2 separate regions of the Oncorhynchus mykiss genome follow, and region 1 is linked to region 2. A link is a contact called in public Hi-C data. All regions are on one chromosome and are shown on one strand. Each heading gives the region's core, a stretch centred on a gene start, on an enhancer-like site or on the middle of the called end of the contact. The rest is flanking DNA. Distances are from core to core; before and after follow the strand shown.

Region 1 (6,649 bases), core at 202-2,701, 73 kb before region 2:
TGTGAACTTGTTTGGATTTTTACGAATTATCTTTGAAAGACAGGGTCCTGAAAAAGGACCGTTTCTTTTTTTGCTGAGTTTACATTGGTTCAACGTCGTTTCTTTTAAAGGACGTGGAAACAACGTTGATTCAACCGATGTTTTCACAATGGGAAGGCACAAAACACAGAAATCCATCCAACCCCAGTAGCCTTGAATGAGATTTGTTTGTTTGTTTATTTAAACTCTAAGTTGCTTTGATTACAGTGTGTTGCTGTGAAAAGCAGTAAAGACAGGAAACTTCCTGACTGAGTCGTTGTTTTGGTCTGCCACAGTATGTCCGGGGACTGTTGGACCTCTGCTATTGGTCTCCTCCATCCCAGGAGCTGTTGGGGGGCAACACGGAGAAGAAAGACCCCTGCAGATCTGGGAGCAGATTTTGATATAAGCAGCAACAGAGTCTTAATACCAATACATTGCTGCTGTGAATTCTAATGGTCTCCTATAATGCCTTTCAGAGGCCTCTCCATTCACTCCCATAAAACACCAGTTACTCAAGTGGTCAATGCTGTTGCATAACCTCCTTTTTACCAGTCACTCTATATATGAGAGAGACTTTATATTAGAGCACTGGGAGAGCACTGGAAACCAACCTGGACGTAACATAGTAAACGTAAATCTGTGACACTCAAAATAGTATGATATATTACATTTCGTATGGTATATATTCATTTGTGTATGTCCATAATCCATTTCGTGTGATATGTTACAAATTGCAATTTGTACAATATGTTATGACATCAGACATCAATTCAACGTTTAATCCACATTAGTTCAACGTAGGTCCCTTCTTTAGTTTTTGGCTTAATGATGTACTATGCAGAAATCTCTCCACCATTTCCTGGTTGCAAAAAGTCTAATAGTTCACCTAATTTCTGTTTGTGACAAAACATGCAAGTATAGTGTAGAGAATCATTGCACCATCTATACTGCTCTGAAATATCTTTTCCATAACCAAAAATATTGTATTTTCAGCTGTTTGAAGCTGGTGTACAAAATCGAAAGTAAAAGAAGCAAAAACTAAACTTAAAAACAGGAAGCATAGAAATAGTACACATAGAACAGATCTACCGCTTCTTAAACTTGCTTTCATTGAGAATTACAGATCTATAACTATCATTTCTATGTGAATTTGATCACGTCGCCTTAAAAGTTACATAGAACAGCTTTAAGTAACCTTATGTAACATAATATATCATACTAACATACAGATTTACATGTACTATGCTACGTCTACTCTTTGAGGCCAGGCTGTTGTGTAAACTGCATTGATGCTCTGGTACACAAATCAATGAGCCTTTCCTATATTCTACCATTAGCAAAGTCGATTAATCACATTCAGTTTTTTTCTCCAGTAAGAGACAGTGGCTCCCATATACTGACGTATACGAGGTAATGGTTATTTTCAGTTCCTTTTTTAGCTCAACTGGGGGTCTTTTGACATGAATCTCCTCTCTAAATGTTATCCTCCATCGGTGATGTGCTGCCTATTCAAACAGATACATATTGTAGCCAAACCAAAAATGGTGTAGTGTTGCACTAATATCTAGGTGTTGTCAGTGGTGAAATAGTGTATAGGAGTCCAACAACATGCTGCTGCATTGGAGAGAGTCAGTTCGATGAACTGTCTATTTTTTGTGACTCTGGTTGTCTGTGTTTTAACATGAAGGGTATACTATATGGTCAGATTATTATTTTATTTTTTTCAGTCCTGGGTTTAGAAAGGGGTCAGCTAAGCATGTGTGAACAAAATGCCCAGTTCCATATCATGTTTGGTACTCCTACAGCAGTGGAGGCTGCTGAGGGGAGGGCGGCTCATAGGAATGGCTGGAATGGAGTAAATGGAATGGTACCAAACATGTGGTTTCCATGTTGTTGATATCATTCCATTCATTCCATTCCAGCCATTACTATGAGCCGTCCTCCCCTCAGCAGCCTCCACTGTTGCAGGAGTACCAAATATGATACGGAAATGGTACATTTTGTTCAGGCAATTTGGGGTGCAGTGGGGAACTGGTAAACAACGTGCAGTAATAGTCTTCACCAGCAGGGGCCTCTATAGTTCATAGAACTGATGCAACAATGAAAAAACATACTTGATGCGTCTACAGCAGACTGCTTCAGACCAGTTTTTGCTTTGTGTGTCAAATAAGAATTAGCTTAACATGTCTTCACATGGCAAGTTTATAATGCTGTGTTTACTGATTAACTAATGTTACAATAAAGCCATAGACTATATATTGTCACATTAGCTGAGGTTAGACAATCCAATCAAGGGAAAAGTCATGGTACTTAATAGAGTGAGCAAAGTAAACCATTTCTAAAATGTAAGCAGGGGCATGTACACTATTAAATCGTCAATTTCCTTATGTGCTTCCCCATTGTATATACACGGCAATGACACTCGTTTACCCAAACAGTCACTACACTTGTATGTAAACAACTATAAAGTTGTATCAGCTTTTCTGAAGTCTCAAGTAGCCTATATCAACAGTTATATTGTTGTGGTTCAGTTGCTATGGTATATCATGGTATATGGTCTGCTATCAGAACATTGGAGTGATTACTTCAGCCCTTCCCACAGAATATACCTGCTTCCTTATTCGCAACTCTTGAATATGTATAGTACGGTCGTCATGAGGCTGGTGAGGGGACAACAGCTCATAATAATGGAACCATGTGTGTGTGATGTGTTTGATACCATTCTATTGACTTCATTCCAGCCCATCCTCCCCAATTAAGTTGCCAGCAGCCACCTGTGAGGGTCATGGTACAGTAGGAGTAACATGAGACTCATTCGGTTCGGTCTATGATTAAAAAAATGGCCTCATATCAGGGTGGTTCCCAGCCAGTCACCTAATGTCGTGCTGGGCCTTTTTAAGTCAATTATGATTCAGTGATCTTTGGTGTAATAAAATATCAACCTCACACATCACTACTAACCACCTCCTTCCACACAACCAGCCAACACACTCCTCATCGTCTGAAGGCCCTTTCCTGCAGTAAGAATAGCCTAATTTACTGCATTGCTGGTGGATGGTGGCCACCTGTAGAGAAGAGGAAGTGTCTCAAAGTGTCCGACAGGCTGGTTCTTAACAGAGGCGGGTCGTTCGTTTCCCAGTTTGCCATGGTAGCAGGCAAAGTAGCGCAGGGTGGTGTAGGGGTGGCCAATCGGTGTCAGCCCTCATTACCTTTGAGGCGCTCATCGGATCCCTCTCCCAAGAGTCCCTTAGAAATAAATAAAAGGGAAATGCTTAACACTTTAATGACTCCCACAAGGGCTCTCTCCAAAACAACAGCTCCCTCCTAAATTGCTCTGCTTTGGCCGAGTCCGAAGGGGGAGAGGGAGAGGCTAGTTTTCAGACAACTAGTGCTGGGTCGGCTAGGCCAGCCAACAGGAGGAAGAATCGGGTCTTTATGGGGCTTCTATGGGGCCTACTAGGGACAGCCACTGCATTGTCCCCCCACCACTCCCTTTCCCTCGTCTTTGCCTGATTCCCCCCCCCTCCCCACAGCCAACATTGGGTCACGTTGTGTCACCCCCTCCAACCTAGAACTGGTGTGTTGCTGTCCCCCCTCCAAGAAAAAAAAATGACATAGATTGTCTCTCCAGGTCATTCAGATAATGAACTGAGGACTTGCGGACAAAACAAACCAGCTCTTCTATTGTCCAGCATCTCCTTGTTCAAGGCACCGAGGGGAAGATGCATGGGGTTTTGAAAAAGGCATCACAAGGTTTACAAGTCAACTCTTCCTGGACCTGTTTTAATCAGCTAAAAGGTCTAAAAGCAAGGGGGTGCTTTCAGAGCTGTGATTTACATGGTTGCCTAGAACCCCAGGGTTACCCCTTCCTACTCAGTAGCATATACAACAGACTGTACAAAACACCTGCTTTTTCTATGACAGACTGACCAGGTGAATCCAGGGGAAGTTATGATCCCTTATTGATGTTATTTGTTAAATCCACTTCAATCAGTGTAGATTAAGGAGGAGATGTGTTAAATAAAGATTTGTAAGCCTTGAAACAATTGAGACATGGATTGTGTGCATGTGCCATTCAGAGGGTGAATGGGCAAGACAAAATATTTTAGTGCCTTTGAACAAGGTATTGTAGTAGGTGCCAGGTGCACCGGCTTGTGTCAAGCAATTCTGCAGGGTTTTTCATGCTCAACAGTTTCCTGTGTGTATCAGGGATGGTCCACCATCCAAAGGACATCCAACCAACTTGACACAACTGTGGGAAGCATTGGAGTCCATACCCCGACGAATTGAGGCTGTTCGGAGGGACAAAAGGGGGTGCAACTCAATATTTGGAAGGTGTTCCTAATGTTTGGTATACTCAGTGTAGGATGCAGGGTGTTGAAATAGAAGCCAACTAGTTTGTGCCATCACTAAACTATCAACTGTTAAGCTGTGTGTTGCAGGTTTTTAGTTTTGCTGTAAAGTAAATGGTGAAATGTAATTAGAATTGCAGAGGAAACTTTCCATTATAGATGTAACTACTGTTGTAACATCTATTTACGGGTTGGCAGACAACGTCACAAGAATTATGCATGTGCATCGATGTGTCTGCAAGGTGTGGGTTATTATGATTCTGGTCAGATATCTAACAACAATGACCAGAAGCTAACTTGTGGGGAATCGTACATGGCTCATTTCAGCTTGTTGTATCTTGTTATTGATACGTCTTGTTTTGACATTTTTTCATGTCTATGCTAATATGGAAAACATTTGCTAGCTAGCTAACCAACAGCTGATACAACATACAAACGTATTTATGTTTTCAAGAAACATTTGAAGACAAAATATAGTTTACATGTTGTCAACAGTCTAAGCCAACTCCGTAGTTGCGCACTTGTCAGTGTGTTGCTAAACAACCAACCCTTCAATACATGTCTGTAGGGGACAATAAGGTGTTACCAGAGACTTGTCCCATCCTCATGGGAGAGGACTGATGTTAGAATACAGTTAAGTAGTAAGAACAAGGCCGGATCTTCACTGCTGCTCCATTCCGCGTCTCCAGGGCTTTCTTTCTACAGTTTTATCTCTCAAAGTCCCCTCACATCCTCTCAGCAGTTTGTGTTGTTTTACTCTGTCATCTACAGGTCAGCGATTGAAGTCAGGCTAGTAACAGACATCTAAGAAACCCAGTGTCCTGTCGCTGAACATATTTGTCCTGAAATTGTGCAACAAATTGACATTTATGCGGACACCAGACCATTCGAACCCATCAAGTGTTAGGACAAAAAAACATTGCTATTACTTTGAACATAAAGCTGTTTGAATTACTCAACGTTTCAACAGCTTTTCTGCTAACACTTACACTTAAATAGCAGGGAATATTATCGCATGTACCTTCAGCACCAGCATTTTCTATTTATGTTTTTATTTCATTTGAATCATTTTGCACATGCTCTTAGCCAGAGAAACTTAGAGTAGTGAGTGCATACATTTTTGTACTTTTATTCAAATAAATGATGGTCTGGTCCCCGTGGGGAATCAAACCCACAAACCTCACATTGCAAGCACCATGCTGTTCTAGCTGAGCCACAAATCATGTTATGGAATAATAATTGTATCTACTCTTTTGCAATCTACCCACAGTATGCTACATCTACAAAAGGTTCTATTAATAGACATTATCAGGATCTACGACTCCTAGCTGTGCTGTGATCTAATGACATATAGGCAGTCCAACTGAAAATATCCTGATGATATTTATTTATTTCCATTGCTAATTATTGCTCATCATTGAGCATAGCATAGGCTGATGTAGCAAGCAAGAAAAAGCCACTTAACTCTGCACAGTTGCTAGGCAACACTTCTCACCACGAGTTAACACTTGGCAATGAAGGTTTTCAATGCAATTCATTTAGTCTCACTTTAAATAAACTAAGCTTTCCATCAATTGATAATATTTTAATGTAGGCCAGGAGGAGAATAAGAAACCACATAGTAGCCAATTAAAGATAAAGCAAATCAGTATAATAATCTAACACAACTATGAGGTGTTTACCTAAGGCCTGCCTTTGCAAACTTCCTTGTTATGTCCTGGTGTTACGTCACAAGATCCTTACCCTATTATGTTGCATCATACTGTAAAATCTACATTAATCTTACAGAAAATGTATGTCATACGATGGCTTGCTACTATACACTCAAATGTAGCATTCCACATTCATTTGACTCTTTTTTTTTTTTTTTTTCTGAGATCACTGTAACGTTGGATAATGTTTTCCTGAACTGCAGTGTGAAAACAAAAGAGCTGTTAATAGTAAAACAACTTAACACAACTTTATACTCACAATGTGTTCTATATACTGGTTCCAATTGTAGAGTCTAAACTCACACCTTGACCTCTGCGTGAACAGGTGCTGATACAATGGTGGTATTACCTCCATTCTACTTGATGGTCCTCCACCTTGTTTTTTGTCATAATCTGGTTTCAGGTTTCCTGAGTACTTTTCTCTCGCTCTCCTGCGTTTGGAACAAACGGGGGAGTGAATTTAATCAGATCTAGACAGGAATGGAGGGATGATTGTCACCTGGCTGCTGTAAAAGGTACAGATGGAGAGCACAGCAGCACCGTGTTGTATGAAAGAGCCTCCCC
Region 2 (6,748 bases), core at 3,829-6,328:
GACCCACTGGAATTGTGATACAGTGAATTAAGTGAAATAATCTGTCTGTAAACAATTGTTGGAAAATGACTTGTGTCATGCACAAAGTAGATGTCCTAACCAACTTGCCAAAACTATAGTTTGTTAACAAGAAATTTGTGGAGTGGTTGAAAAACGCATTTTAATGACTCCAAACTAAGTGTATGTAAACTTCCGACTTCAGCTGTATATAGCACTTTGTGACATATTGTTGTTAAATGGACTGAATACATACAAATTGATTGATGATTGATTGACACCACACTGCTACATATGTATGGCGATATTATAGTAGGCTTATGGAATGTATACCAACAAAGTAAACATAGATACTATACTGTACATAGTTTATGTAAGCACCATTATGCCATGTCATGTCACCATGTGTACCACCATGACACACTGTTAACCACCATGATACCTCTTTTGACACCATGGTTCTCCTCAGAGGGTTTGTTGAAGATCTTCTCAGGGAGTGAACCTGGTGGGATGGATCAGATTCTGTATGAGATGAGGTCCAAAGCCTTATGCCGTCTTCAGTCCTACTGGCTGCCCCAGTACCTCTGCTCCTGTAAGCTCTCCATCACCAAACTGAAAGAGTGTGCCTCCATCGTCAAAGAGTACGAGGACATTGCCTCTAACCTCACCCTGGTAGAGATCCCGGCTCTGCTTGACCCACTGGGGTGGAGTCTGGGCTCGCCACCATCAGAGGGCCCTACAGTGACCCGGACCTACTGCTCCAAAGTCAGGAAGAGGCTGCTGTGGAGGGCCCATCAGAGGCCTGGGACAGGACTTAGGGTTGGGGCAGCAGGGATGCCCGATGGGCCGGCCATGCAGCAGTGGTTGCCCATGGCCGGGGACGGAGACCAGGGAGAGTGTACCAATATTGTGCACCTCATGAGCAGGCATGGGGAGGAGATTGTGGTCAGTGGGGACAAGACACATGGGGGCAATGGCAAAAGGGAGGGCAGAAGCAAGAGAGGAGGAAGTGGGAGCTCAAAGAGAAGTACCAGTACTCCACTCCTCAGAAAGGTGAGCTCTGCTAGTCTTGGGCCCAGAACTGGCGTGCCCATACTCCCCTCCAAGAGCCTGTCCAATCTGGACAGCAGCAGCACTGACCCCATCATCCCCCCTCATGCCTGTATGGAGACCCCCATCTGCCACCTTCCCTCCATCACCACCACCCCTGTCACCTCTACTCCCGATCCTCCTTCCAGACCGGTCTGGGGAACACCACACTATGATGAGCACCTCTCCCTGGCCCTGTCCGCTGATGCTCTTGCTGGGGGTCCCTATGAGAATTTCCTGAGGGTCAGTGGCCAGAGGGTCATGCTGCACCACCTGGGACTGTGGCAGGAGCTGGATGGCTTCCTCAACCTCCTGCTCAAGATGGAGGATGGCCCCTCCAAGGCTCTGAGACAGGTGCTGGCTAGAAAGATCATTGCTGTGTACTTGAGTGATGCGTGGCAGTGTGTTAGTCGCCCTGAGGGTGAGTGGTGCACCACCTACCTGACCAAATCCACCGTCTGCCACCTCATAAATCTCCTCCCCTCTGGCAATGTGATGCCCTGGATCTACACGGCCAAGCAGGAACTATGCCAGGTGGGTGTTAAACCTTTTTTGACTGCAGTATGTGGTGGACATCAAAGTGAGAACATGGAAAGTCGGTTTATTATTTATACTTCTTCTCATTCCTTGATTACAAAGTCATGTATTCAGTGTCTCAGTACAAAGTTTTCCCTCTTTCCATTTGAGCAGATTCTGGGTCCCACCTACAATGCATTTCTGGATGAAGAAGACAAAGTCATTCTCTTCTATCTGGTAACCAACTAATTTCTAATCTGATTATTAGGATAGTGGAACTGTAGTTTTACTCCTCGCTCCATCGTTTTCTCTCTCAGTTCACTCAGAATGAGGTCAAGGGGAAAGTGAGTCGTAGAGCTACAGCGCCCTCCAGTGCTCCCACTGCGCCAGAGCAGCAAGTGAGGAGGATGAGGGAGGCTCTGGCTCTCTGTCAGGCCTGCGCTGAGCCTCTCACTGAGGAGACCTGGGCCCTGCTGCCCCTAGAGGACGTCAGGACAGGAGGCTCTGTTCACCTGCACTACAGAAAGACCAGTAAGAACTAAATGGTTGTAGAATAAGTACTGAACTCTACGGACAAGAGTTGTCCTCCTCTCACCATTTGGTGTAAAATAGAGGCATGTCTTTTTCTCCTCATGTCTCAGATCTTTATGACCTTCCGTTTGAAACCCTGGCTGAGAAGTACCCCAAGGTGGCTGTGGAGGCAATCAGTAAAACTCACAGACTCTACTATGACTGGAAGCCAGTACAAGGTACGATACAAATTACATTCAAACTTTTCCTATCAGCTTCAATGATTAATAAGTCAATGAAACATAACAATAAAATGTGTCCTTCAGAGGAGACAAAGAAGCCAGTGGTGACATCCAGTCCTAAGAAGTCATTCCACCTGATGAAGGACAAGGACCACAGCTTTGCCGAAAAACCCTCCATGAGACCAAGGTTTTTAGAGGAGGTGATGAGAAGTCCCACTAACCTGGACTTCTTCAAGCGTTACCTGAGGGCCTATGATGCTCACGGAGCTCTGAACTTCTACCACGAGGTGGACAAACTGCGGAACGTCGACAGCCTCGTCCAGAAGACCAAGATCAACAGCATCGTGTCCCGCTTCCTCAGACGAGCAGACGCTAGTAACCACACTGAATAGATTATAATAGAATAATTTGTCCTCTAAGAAGGAAACTATTTCCCTGCCTTATAGGTTCATGAATAATCACATTGACTTTGTTTCAGATATACAGTAGGCAATGTTGTCACTATAGGCATCACACTTGCGCTCAACTTAAATCAAAGTAACACTCTCCTGTACAGTATGTGCGCTTGAGTTAGCCTAGTTATGATATGCGCATACCGCAGTAGTTAGCCTACTCTTTTTAAACATGTGTAGCCAGCCTGGTCTACTAGATTAGATGTAACAAAGTAAATGTAAATCCGTGACACACAAATTAGTATGATATGTTATGTTTGGTATGGTTACATGATATGGTTATGTTTGGTACGGTTACATAAGACAGAAGGTGACTTAATGCAAAAACCAAGGTTGCGTGTTCGAATCTCATCAGACAATTTTACAATTTTAGGTCATTAGAAATTTTGCAACTACTTTTTAGCCACTTTGCAACAACTTAGCATGTTAGCTAACCCTTGCTTAACCATTTAACCTAACCTTAACCCTAGCTAGCGTAAGCCACTAAGCTAACTTTAGCCACAGGAAATTGGAATTTGTGACGTATATACAAGTTTAGCGAATTCGTAACATATTGTACGAATTGCAATTCGTAAAATATACTAATTGGAGTGTCCAGCATTTATGTTTACTATGTTACGCCTTCCCCAAAGTCCAGGTTAGCATAGCCTACCTGCTCAATACTCTTCATTGCCAACAACAGTTAACCTACTGTTTTTAAACAAGTGTAGCCAACAACAGCTCAATACTCTTCATTGCCAACAACAGTTAACCTACTGTTTTTAAACAAGTGTAGCCAACAACAGCTAAATACTCTTCATTGCCAACAACAGTTAACCTACTGTTTTTAAACAAGTGTAGCCAACAACAGCTAAATACTCTTCATTGCCAACAACAGTTAACCTACTGTTTTTAAACAAGTGTAGCCAACAACAGCTAAATACTCTTCATTGCCAACAACAGTTAACCTACTGTTTTTAAACAAGTGTAGCCAACAACAGCCAAATACTCTTCATTGCCAACAATAGTTAACCTACTGTTTTTAAACAAGTGTAGCCAACAACAGCTAAATACTCTTCATTGCCAACAACAGTTAACCTACTGTTTTTAAACAAGTGTAGCCAACAACAGCCAAATACTCTTCATTGCCAACAAGTTTTCCAGTTATCTTTGTAGCTCCAGTGAAATTATTTTCTTTCAGTTTGTGCATTTATTTTTGTGTTTGTCACGTGGTTGTTGCTGCTTCACTGAGCTCCACTCGTACACATCCTCTCTGCGTACACCCTCATTTGATTCAGAAGCACGCAACACTTTTTCCCAAGGGCTCTGTCATTTTGTCAATTTATTATTTGTTTAATGAGATCTCTCATATTAAAAATGTATACAGGTTAGATTGAAAAGGCCTGTGAATATGATGTGGTGTTATGATAGTCTACTTCTGCACATTTGTGTCGTCTTCAGCTTGTAAATTAGGTTTCAACCAGTTAATTTGTTATGTGCAGCACCCCTGCTTGTTGATGCAATGGTTTTGCACAGGGATTGGGCTCAAGGTATTTCTACCGGGCTTTACCAGTGATCTGTATGCTCTGAAGGGGAGAATATCTGTATGTGGTTAGGCTGCATTTTGTCTTGACAGTGCCCATAGCCTGTACCAACCAAATCCTAATTTAGTAGGCCTATATTGATTTTGTAAGGGGAAAGCATATGACTGTCCACATTGTTTGTTTTTCTAGGCTAAGTGCTTGTGCATATTTCTGGGGACATTATTATGTAGGTCTACCTCTGCTACCACTTCTACCATTTTGTTAATAAAACCCACACTTTTTGCACCTTATCCTTTGCCTCCTGTCTGCCTACTAGCTGATGGGACTAAAGTCAAACGTCTTTCATCTTTAGCCATGATAACCGTTTATAACAGGCTGCTATTTAGCCATAGCCTAAGAAGCAGATTTTCGACTAACCCTTACTTGACAGTACTTTCGTAATTCTCGGCTTGGAAGTCCCCGGTGTCTTTTATGAACTCCTAGTCAAGAATGAAGAAAGTAAGCCCTACTGCCTATATATCACAAATCTGCTGCTTACGGCTAAATAGCAGCCTTTTATCAACTGCTATCACAGCTAATGAAGAAAGCCTTTTAATGCCATCAGCTGCCTGCCTACAGAGACCCAGTCCCAAGGTCAGCCAGAGGGCGCTATTATTTCTGCCGTCGTTTGACCTCTAATAACACCCTCTGGTGGCCCTTGCGGCTGCTTGAGACCGTAAATCACGTCTGCCTTTCCACACACTAAACCCAGCATATTATTAACAAACATAATTTAAATCCCCTGTCTGTCTGTCATTGTAGAGGATTATCTTCAGTGCAGCGCCAACCTCATCTCTCAGATCCCCAAGATGAGATATGTTTCTCCGGACATAATTTTTGCAGCTCAGGATCTGGTTATCAAATCTCTGGAGGCAACCTGGTACTGAACCTTGATAAGTGATCCCAACTTATTTATTACAGCAGTTTATTCTATTATATGATGAGTTCATTTTAAATACCTCTTCTTATTAATACTACTCAACACATGTATGTCTGGGAATGTTTGCTATCTTTAGACACTATCTGCAGTGAGCAGGACACCTGCCTTTTACAATGTGTAGTTGGATCATAACATGTCCATAAAACATGCATATTTTCCAACAGATGTTTTACTGCATGGCTTCAAAGCATTAAGGTTTAATGGACACAGATGTTATTTTGTTGGACAAAATTGTGGTGTGCTCTTTTGTACAAAGTAAAAATGTTGTATAATTTATTATGTATGGTGCAGCAGCAGTGTAGCAAAACGGTAGGATGTTCTCTACAACAATATTTTTCTAAACTATTACTCCAAATATGGATTAATCTAGAATGTACCACCAAAAAAATATGAATCATTTTTTTGTTCTTGTTGTATTTATTGTGGACCTTATACTTCTGCAGGTTCAAAAAGTACCAAGATACCTTTCCTCCTTGTACCAATGTTACTGACACCAGCACAAGAACCATCGTCCTTACAAACAAACTAGTGAGTGGTCACCACTTTACCATAGCCGTATACCGACAGAGAGTTAGATGAACCTGTGTCAGCTGGGACATATGTTCAAACTTAGAATCTACTACTGAATACCTAATGTGGCACGTATCGTCTATATTTCTATAAGGTTAACTATTCTGTTATCACAAAATTCGTTCCTCCTTTTCTTATAGAAACATGTGTGGAGCGTCTTCTCCGGGTTCATCAAAAGCATCTGTAAATTCCGACATGCCATGAAGGACAATCTGACCAGAAGCAAGTTTGAGGGCTACCTCAGACACAACTGGCAAGACTTCTCTCTTCGTAAGTTCCCCTGTTTAGCTCTACCATTCCAGGACTTTACTTGTGATGTAGCTGATGTTATTAGGGCTAGAATCTGGGTGTTTTTCAACAGCATTTTATCATCCGTCGCCCACGTAACGTTAGTAACATGGTGATGGTGTTCTGGCACTCTAACGACAAGGAGGGTCTCTCTCCCTCCTAACATTGGCTCATAGTGGATAAACGAGTGCATCATTGGCCATGCACAAACTCTACGCATTTCCTCCTGTAGGGCTTGTCGTTGGTTCTTGTTCCCCAATGGCCCAAGAATCCATGGTTCTCGGATATCATTCGCTTGTTGGGCGGAGATCCGTGGTTGGGGGGGGGGGGTTCTGTTGTCTCAGGGCATGTCATATTATTCTGTACGTAAATCAGAGACACTCCATTTAGTATATGTTTCGTATGGTATGTATTCATTTGTGGATGTCCATCACCCAATTCGTATTATATGTTACAAATTCTAGCTAGGTGGCTAATGTTAGCTTGCTCGCTAACTTCAGCTAGGCTAGGGGTGAGTGTTAAGTGTTAGTGGGAGGGTTAGCTAAAAGGGTAAGGTTAGAGGAGGGTTAGCTAGCACGCAGA

The links. Hi-C and Micro-C count contacts between places; a contact is called where the count stands out from the background.
Region 1: a Hi-C map of blood shows a contact between it and region 2, with 6 times the contacts expected there. The contact joins the enhancer-like site here to the promoter of LOC110508659 in region 2. A contact is called at or near these places in 2 of 3 Hi-C or Micro-C datasets (blood and liver).

What each region holds. Positions count from the first base shown.
Region 1 is chr28:18,283,098-18,289,746 of USDA_OmykA_1.1, reverse strand. No RefSeq gene overlaps it. Among protein-coding and RNA genes, the nearest start is that of LOC110508660, 15 kb to the left of the region's middle. Within about 2 kb of position 1,451, at least 2 of the 11 cell types and tissues checked have an H3K27ac peak or open chromatin away from gene starts, as enhancers often do.
Region 2 is chr28:18,213,401-18,220,148 of USDA_OmykA_1.1, reverse strand. LOC110508659 (regulator of G-protein signaling protein-like) reads left to right here and starts at 5,078. Exons shown (of 11, transcript XM_036966072.1): 1 at 5,078-5,248; 2 at 5,752-5,836; 3 at 6,019-6,148. The coding sequence starts at 5,178. It overlaps LOC118944819, which reads left to right. Exons shown (of 5, transcript XM_036966069.1): 3 at 467-1,839; 4 at 1,920-2,133; 5 at 2,244-4,951. The coding sequence ends at 2,746.